Regions from separate parts of the Bicyclus anynana genome. Here region 1 is linked to region 2. A link is a contact called in public Hi-C data. All regions are on one chromosome and are shown on one strand. Each heading gives the region's core, a stretch centred on a gene start, on an enhancer-like site or on the middle of the called end of the contact. The rest is flanking DNA. Distances are from core to core; before and after follow the strand shown.

What was found. A called contact is a pair of places that touch in the nucleus more often than the background predicts.
Region 1: a Hi-C map of whole larva shows a contact between it and region 2, with 4 times the contacts expected there. The contact joins the promoter of LOC112048392 here to the enhancer-like site in region 2. A contact is called at or near these places in 2 of 2 Hi-C or Micro-C datasets (whole body and whole larva).

Annotation. Positions count from the first base shown.
Region 1 is chr16:14,831,190-14,834,081 of ilBicAnyn1.1, reverse strand. LOC112048392 (mitogen-activated protein kinase kinase kinase 11) reads right to left here and starts at 1,267. Exons shown (of 11, transcript XM_052886074.1): 1 at 235-1,267. The coding sequence starts at 928. LOC112055890 (protein PALS1) reads left to right here and starts at 2,047. Exons shown (of 20, transcript XM_052886067.1): 1 at 2,047-2,729. The coding sequence starts at 2,594. It overlaps Trnaq-uug (transfer RNA glutamine (anticodon UUG)), which reads left to right and starts at 1,753; the gene lies at 1,753-1,824.
Region 2 is chr16:14,649,918-14,652,776 of ilBicAnyn1.1, reverse strand. It overlaps LOC112055890 (protein PALS1), which reads left to right. Exons shown (of 20, transcript XM_052886067.1): 19 at 308-489; 20 at 1,106-2,859. The coding sequence ends at 1,288. Among protein-coding and RNA genes, the nearest start is that of LOC112055891, 7.8 kb to the right of the region's middle. Within about 2 kb of position 1,281, at least 3 of the 8 cell types and tissues checked have open chromatin away from gene starts, as enhancers often do.

The sequences.
Region 1 (2,892 bases), core at 18-2,517, 180 kb before region 2:
ATTTTTTAATACACATAGTAATAGTTGTACTGTTTTAAAAGTAACTTACTGAAGCAACAATTTAATATTTTGATTATGGACTAACTACAAGGATAAAATATTTGTTCAACATAATACATACAACATAACAAAAATGTAGGCATAAGTCTCTTCATATAAAATGCAAGTTTTCAAGTTTATCAAGTGTGTCTTTTAGGCTTATGGTAAAAAATTAAAGTATGTATTATTACTTACCATTAGAGCTCTTAAGGTCTCGATGAATGAGTGATATAGGTGCATCAAAATGGAGATAGGCCATCCCGCGGGCCACCTGTATAGCCCAGTCCACCAGTATCCTGGGCCGTATCTTCCGCCCCGACAGGACCCTGTTCAGAGGCCCACCACGCGCATAGTCCATCACCAAACACAAATCTGGCTTCTCTAAACACACACCTTTCAACGACACTATATTCTCATGTTGCAACATCCAAAATAGTTTAGCCTCCTGCAACACACTCTCCTTTATAACTTCTATGTCTTCGTTGGCTAGTCGTGCAGTCTTCACAGCCACAACTTCGTCGTTCCAGTACCCGCGGTAGACCGTCCCGAAGCCGCCCGAGCCGATCACCTCCTCGAGCTTCAGCTCCGAATACGACACCCGAGGAGGGTCCACGTCCCCTATCACCGAACTGACGGCCAGAGGGTCGTCTTCTGTCACGTACACCGCGGGGAAAATGCCGACGCGATCGCCGATTTTGCCCGTCCACCAGCCCTCGTCCCCGGAGATGTTCGCGTCCTTGGAGAGCACCTCGACGATCTCGCCCCTGCGGAGGGACAGCTCATCTTCCCCCTGCGCTGCATAGTCGTAGACGGCCGTAAACAGAGCGAGCGGCGGACGATCTTCCTCTGCCGCCATAGCCGAGCGGCCGGCCGCAGGCCGCGGCGGCATCACCCCGGCCGCGCCATCTCCCTCCTCCACGCTCAGGCGCCGCGACAACGCTGCGTTATCCACCCACCACCGCACATAACTACACTGCACGACACTTGTCTTGCTTACGATCACCGTATTATTCCGCCATCTTTGTTTCCCACATCGATCATGGCGGTATGTCCCAGCGATAAACCAAGCCACCCGTTCGTTGGCGCGATCGCGGCGATCGTTTTCGTAATTATTAAATTATTGTGTGACCCGCTGTGATGATGTTAATTAATCTCCTCTCACCTATCAAATTATTCGATAGATGGACGAAATGACAACCTCACCAAAGCGAAGTCAGTGACAAACTGTCATTTGATGTTGCCACATTTTATTTCTTATCACTTGACATATCACAGACAAATAATTAGTAGTATTACCATATTTATATTATACAGTTATAAAATAAAATAATTAATTTATTTAAAATTATACAATAATTTTGTAATGTTTTCATTATTACTAAAATACAAAAAAGATTGATGTTAAATTCAATTGTATTTTTATACGTCTGGTAACACAAATTTACGCGAAATACATCTAAATGAGTATAGATGGCGATAGCATCACAAAAAGACATTTAGGTGCCTATTGTCTTTGAAGAAAGGTCTATTTAGGTGTGCCATCTAGAGTAAAAAAATAAAAATGTTGGAAATTTTAATTCTGATATAAAATAAATTATTATTTACCATAGAAAACTCATTAGTTGAAATCGATATTGTTGCTATTTATTTGTAAATAATTATATTAAACAACCATTCCGTTTATATACGTTTATTTCACCCTAGCAAATGAGTGGTCCCATGGTGTAATGGTTAGCACTCTGGACTTTGAATCCAGCGATCCGAGTTCAAATCTCGGTGGGACCTTGAATTTACTTTTTGCCTTTTTATTTTTTTATACGTAGATACGCGATATTTTCCTTTAATTAAAAAAGACTAATGGTATTAATTCATAAGAAATCTGTAAAGAGTTTTGACAACTTGCGCGTTAGTTCTCTGTAGGTGTTATAGGGATGCTGGGAAGGGAGCTTTATTGATCGCGCGAAAGTGGGATGGCTGTATCCATTCGCGGCGACCACCCAGCCCGCGGGACGTGGGACCGATTTTCAAGCTCAAACCACGCCAAAACGCCTTAAAATCTTAGTTTAATAAACCAAAATATCCCCTGAACAACACGCACGGAAAACTAGCGACCGAAATAATGGTGGAAAACGTAATAAACGACTGAAAAACAATTAATAACAACCTCACAAACTGTAAAACGTGACATAAAACCTATAAAAGATCCGTCAAGTCATCTACAAAACGTTCGCGAAAATGGAAAATTAGTAAAAATCGAAGCATTTATCGTGAAAATGTTCGCTAATCTTGTGTTAAATCGACGTGTGTAACAATTTAGTGCAAGTGACAACAGAATGACTGATTTTCTACCACCCGGCTGATGTTTAGATTATGTTATTAATTGTCGACAAAATGTTTATTTCAAATAGTTTTATTTTGAAAAGAAATTGGCTGAAGTGGTGTTGGCGGAAGCGTTGGTACGATTCGTAAAAATAACAAAATAAATTGATTAACAAATAGAATTTAGCATATTAGAAGGTTATTCGTGTCAGGTTTATTTTTGTAACCGTACAAAATGAATTCATTCAACGCACCCACCACCCAAATCAACGCTATCGACAAAATGACAACTGTAAAGTGCAAATCTGTGGATTTAGAAGGATATGTCATTATTGTTGTGCAGACCAAGGACAATAAAATTAAATTATACGGTAAGTAGATTTATTCACACCCACACATTTTTGGTAGGTATCTATGTGCCAAGTGACTGGCGAAGGGAATATCATTTCTCATATTGTGCCGATAAATATATACTTTATGATCAGGTGATTGAGGGTCGGGCTTCTTGAAACCTGCTTTCCTCGAAAGCCACCA
Region 2 (2,859 bases), core at 32-2,531:
TCACTAACAATGGAGTTGCCATGGAAACGAATGATGTCACAGCGCTGTATCTTTACGAAATTTACGCAAATACAGGACGTGGATTTTAACAATGCTAAGGTGGATTTTGCTGGATTGATACTTATTCCAAAATTTCTTCTATTTCACGCCCTTAAATATTTTATTCCACCTATCCCATTATCTCGAGCCTAGTCAATCAAGTCCTCTTTTTCCGCTCCCCGATGACGAAGAAATACACAATCAACGAAAAAGCGTGAGTTAATAAATTGTTGATGACATATAAGTAATATGTCACTGGCCATTCCAGGCACTTCCCTGGAGGCGATCCGCGAGGTGGTGAACTCGGGCAAGATCTGCGTGCTGAACCTGCACCCGCAGTCGCTGAAGATCCTGCGCGGCTCCGACCTCAAGCCCTACACCGTGTTCGTGGCGCCGCCCAGCCTCGAGAAGCTGCGCCAGAAGAAGATCAGGAACGGGGAGGCTTTCAAGGTTACTATCTTATATTTATAAAGTAGTTAGTTGATCTCTATAGCTAAGTTTGAGGATCATAAGAAGACTCAGAATGACTTAGCAGGGGATGAACCGAGCTGTTCTCAGAGTATATAAGCTAAATGATCGAACCAAAGTTTAGGAGATCCCTGTTTGAAAAGTTAGGCATATAACTCTCTCAACGACTGTGAAGCTGAAATAACAATGGATGGGGCGAAGGTATGAGTAAAAGTTTTTGTATGACGCTTGAAACAAATGCCGTAGGTTGAAAGGCGGCATGGGACATCACATTGTTATTTGTTTCTAGGGTACCCTACGAGTATTTCTCTGTAATAAATTCACTTAACATTATAGTACGCCTTCCTTACATTAACTACATACATACTATTATCATAAGATGATATACATATTCGTCCAATAGCGGTGAAATTAAACATATCGCTCTTTCTCCTCTAGTTCCCATAGGACAATAGAGATAACGATAATATGTAGGGCAAACTTGGATAATAATGATCTCGTGGTGCACATCCTACACCGACAAGTTAACCATCCGTTTACTGATATGATTGTAAAAGATATTTTAGAGATATATTAATTTTAGATGAACTCCTTACAGGAAGAAGAGCTGAAAGAGATAATAGCGACCGCGAGGGACATGGAGCTGCGATGGGGCCACTTGTTCGACATGATCATCATCAACAACGACACGCAGCGCGCCTACCACCAGCTGCTCAACGAGATCAACAGCCTGGAGCGCGAGCCGCAGTGGGTGCCCGCGCACTGGCTCAAGCAGACCTAGCGGACACTCCCCACGGCTGCATCCATCGCAGCTCAGAGACTGAACCCCCTCCACGCTCGCCAACAATACCTTCCATGTAACGTGACAGATTACATTGAACCTGATGTGATACGTGACGCGAGTTGCTCGGTAACGTTCGCGCGTGTAATGTTGCTATTCGAAATGTTCACGCAAATGGTTTTACATTTGCTGTTATACTTTATTGACGCTTGGAATGTTGAAAGGGACTATGGTTTCGTTGGTTTGATACGGAATTTTAATGGGAGAACTCGTAGAGGCAGTGTTAATGGTCGTCATCGTGGCGCGGTAGAGGAAAATATAGAATTTAGTGATGTGTTCTCAAATTTTAATGGTGATTATCACGAGGCCGGTTGTAGACACACTTCTGTTGCATGATGTTTAGTTTTGTAGTTAGTCAGTGTTTCGATGAGGAAGATTATATGCAAGCTTGTTCACAGGACGCGCTATGTGTTTGTTTCGTGACAAAGAAAAATGATGTTTTATACAAATATATAATAGTACAAACAGATCTTATGATTTATTCTAAAATAAATAAATTAATCTTGGGGTTTTAAACCATGAGCTTATTTGTGTAAACCCAAAGTCAGTTTGGTTTAGTAATTTAGCTATCTTGGAATTTATTTTAAAAAAAAACTCTGTAAACAAATATAATTTATTATAGTATATAAAAAATCAGGCGCAGCAGTAAATCGTGTAAGTAGAGCAGAGGATGTGACGCGCTCCCTTGCACATACATGTCTGTAGTGATGTACAACACTCATTCAACAATGATATCGACAAATAATATTGATAAAAATTCCGTTGAACGTAGTCAAACATTATCTAAAACTGTGTCTTCTGCAAGATTTTGTTCAGAATATAGTAATTAAAACATATAATATAACTAATTTATTACTGTAGGGAAACGAATATATAGTGCCTTTTGGAAACTTCTATCACTGTAATAATCTTCCTCATGGAAATCTTAAATCACTTGAGTATTATTAAACGAACACTCCCATTATGTGGTAATAGATGAATTTTAATAAATTATAAACTACATTTTATTAACTGAATATATTTGTTAATATATAATTTTAACAAATTACCTACTTCAAAAATCAATATATCCATAGATTTTGCTTAATTTTATCAAAAAGTTATATAATTTTTTTTTATCAATTTCGATATGAATCATATAAATAAGCAATTGAAATCTCTTTTTAATTATTTTAATAGTTTCACAATAAATGTAATCACAGTTAAATGAACGAAATATACTCATGTACTTAACTTTTCAAGAATAATAATTATTCTTAAGGAATTTTATCAAAATATTAACTTAAATAATCTTATACAAGTTATTAATTACGACAAAGTTTTATATTACTCATTTCATTATTTTCAATATCGCATTATAAAAATACAATTTTATATTTAAACGTATGCCGAATGAATTTTACAATTGTTACAAATTTTATATGTACAACTAATTTTTTAATATGTCAAGCATATTTTATTTAATTATGTATTTAAACAAATTGAAATTAATATTATGTAATCTATTTTTT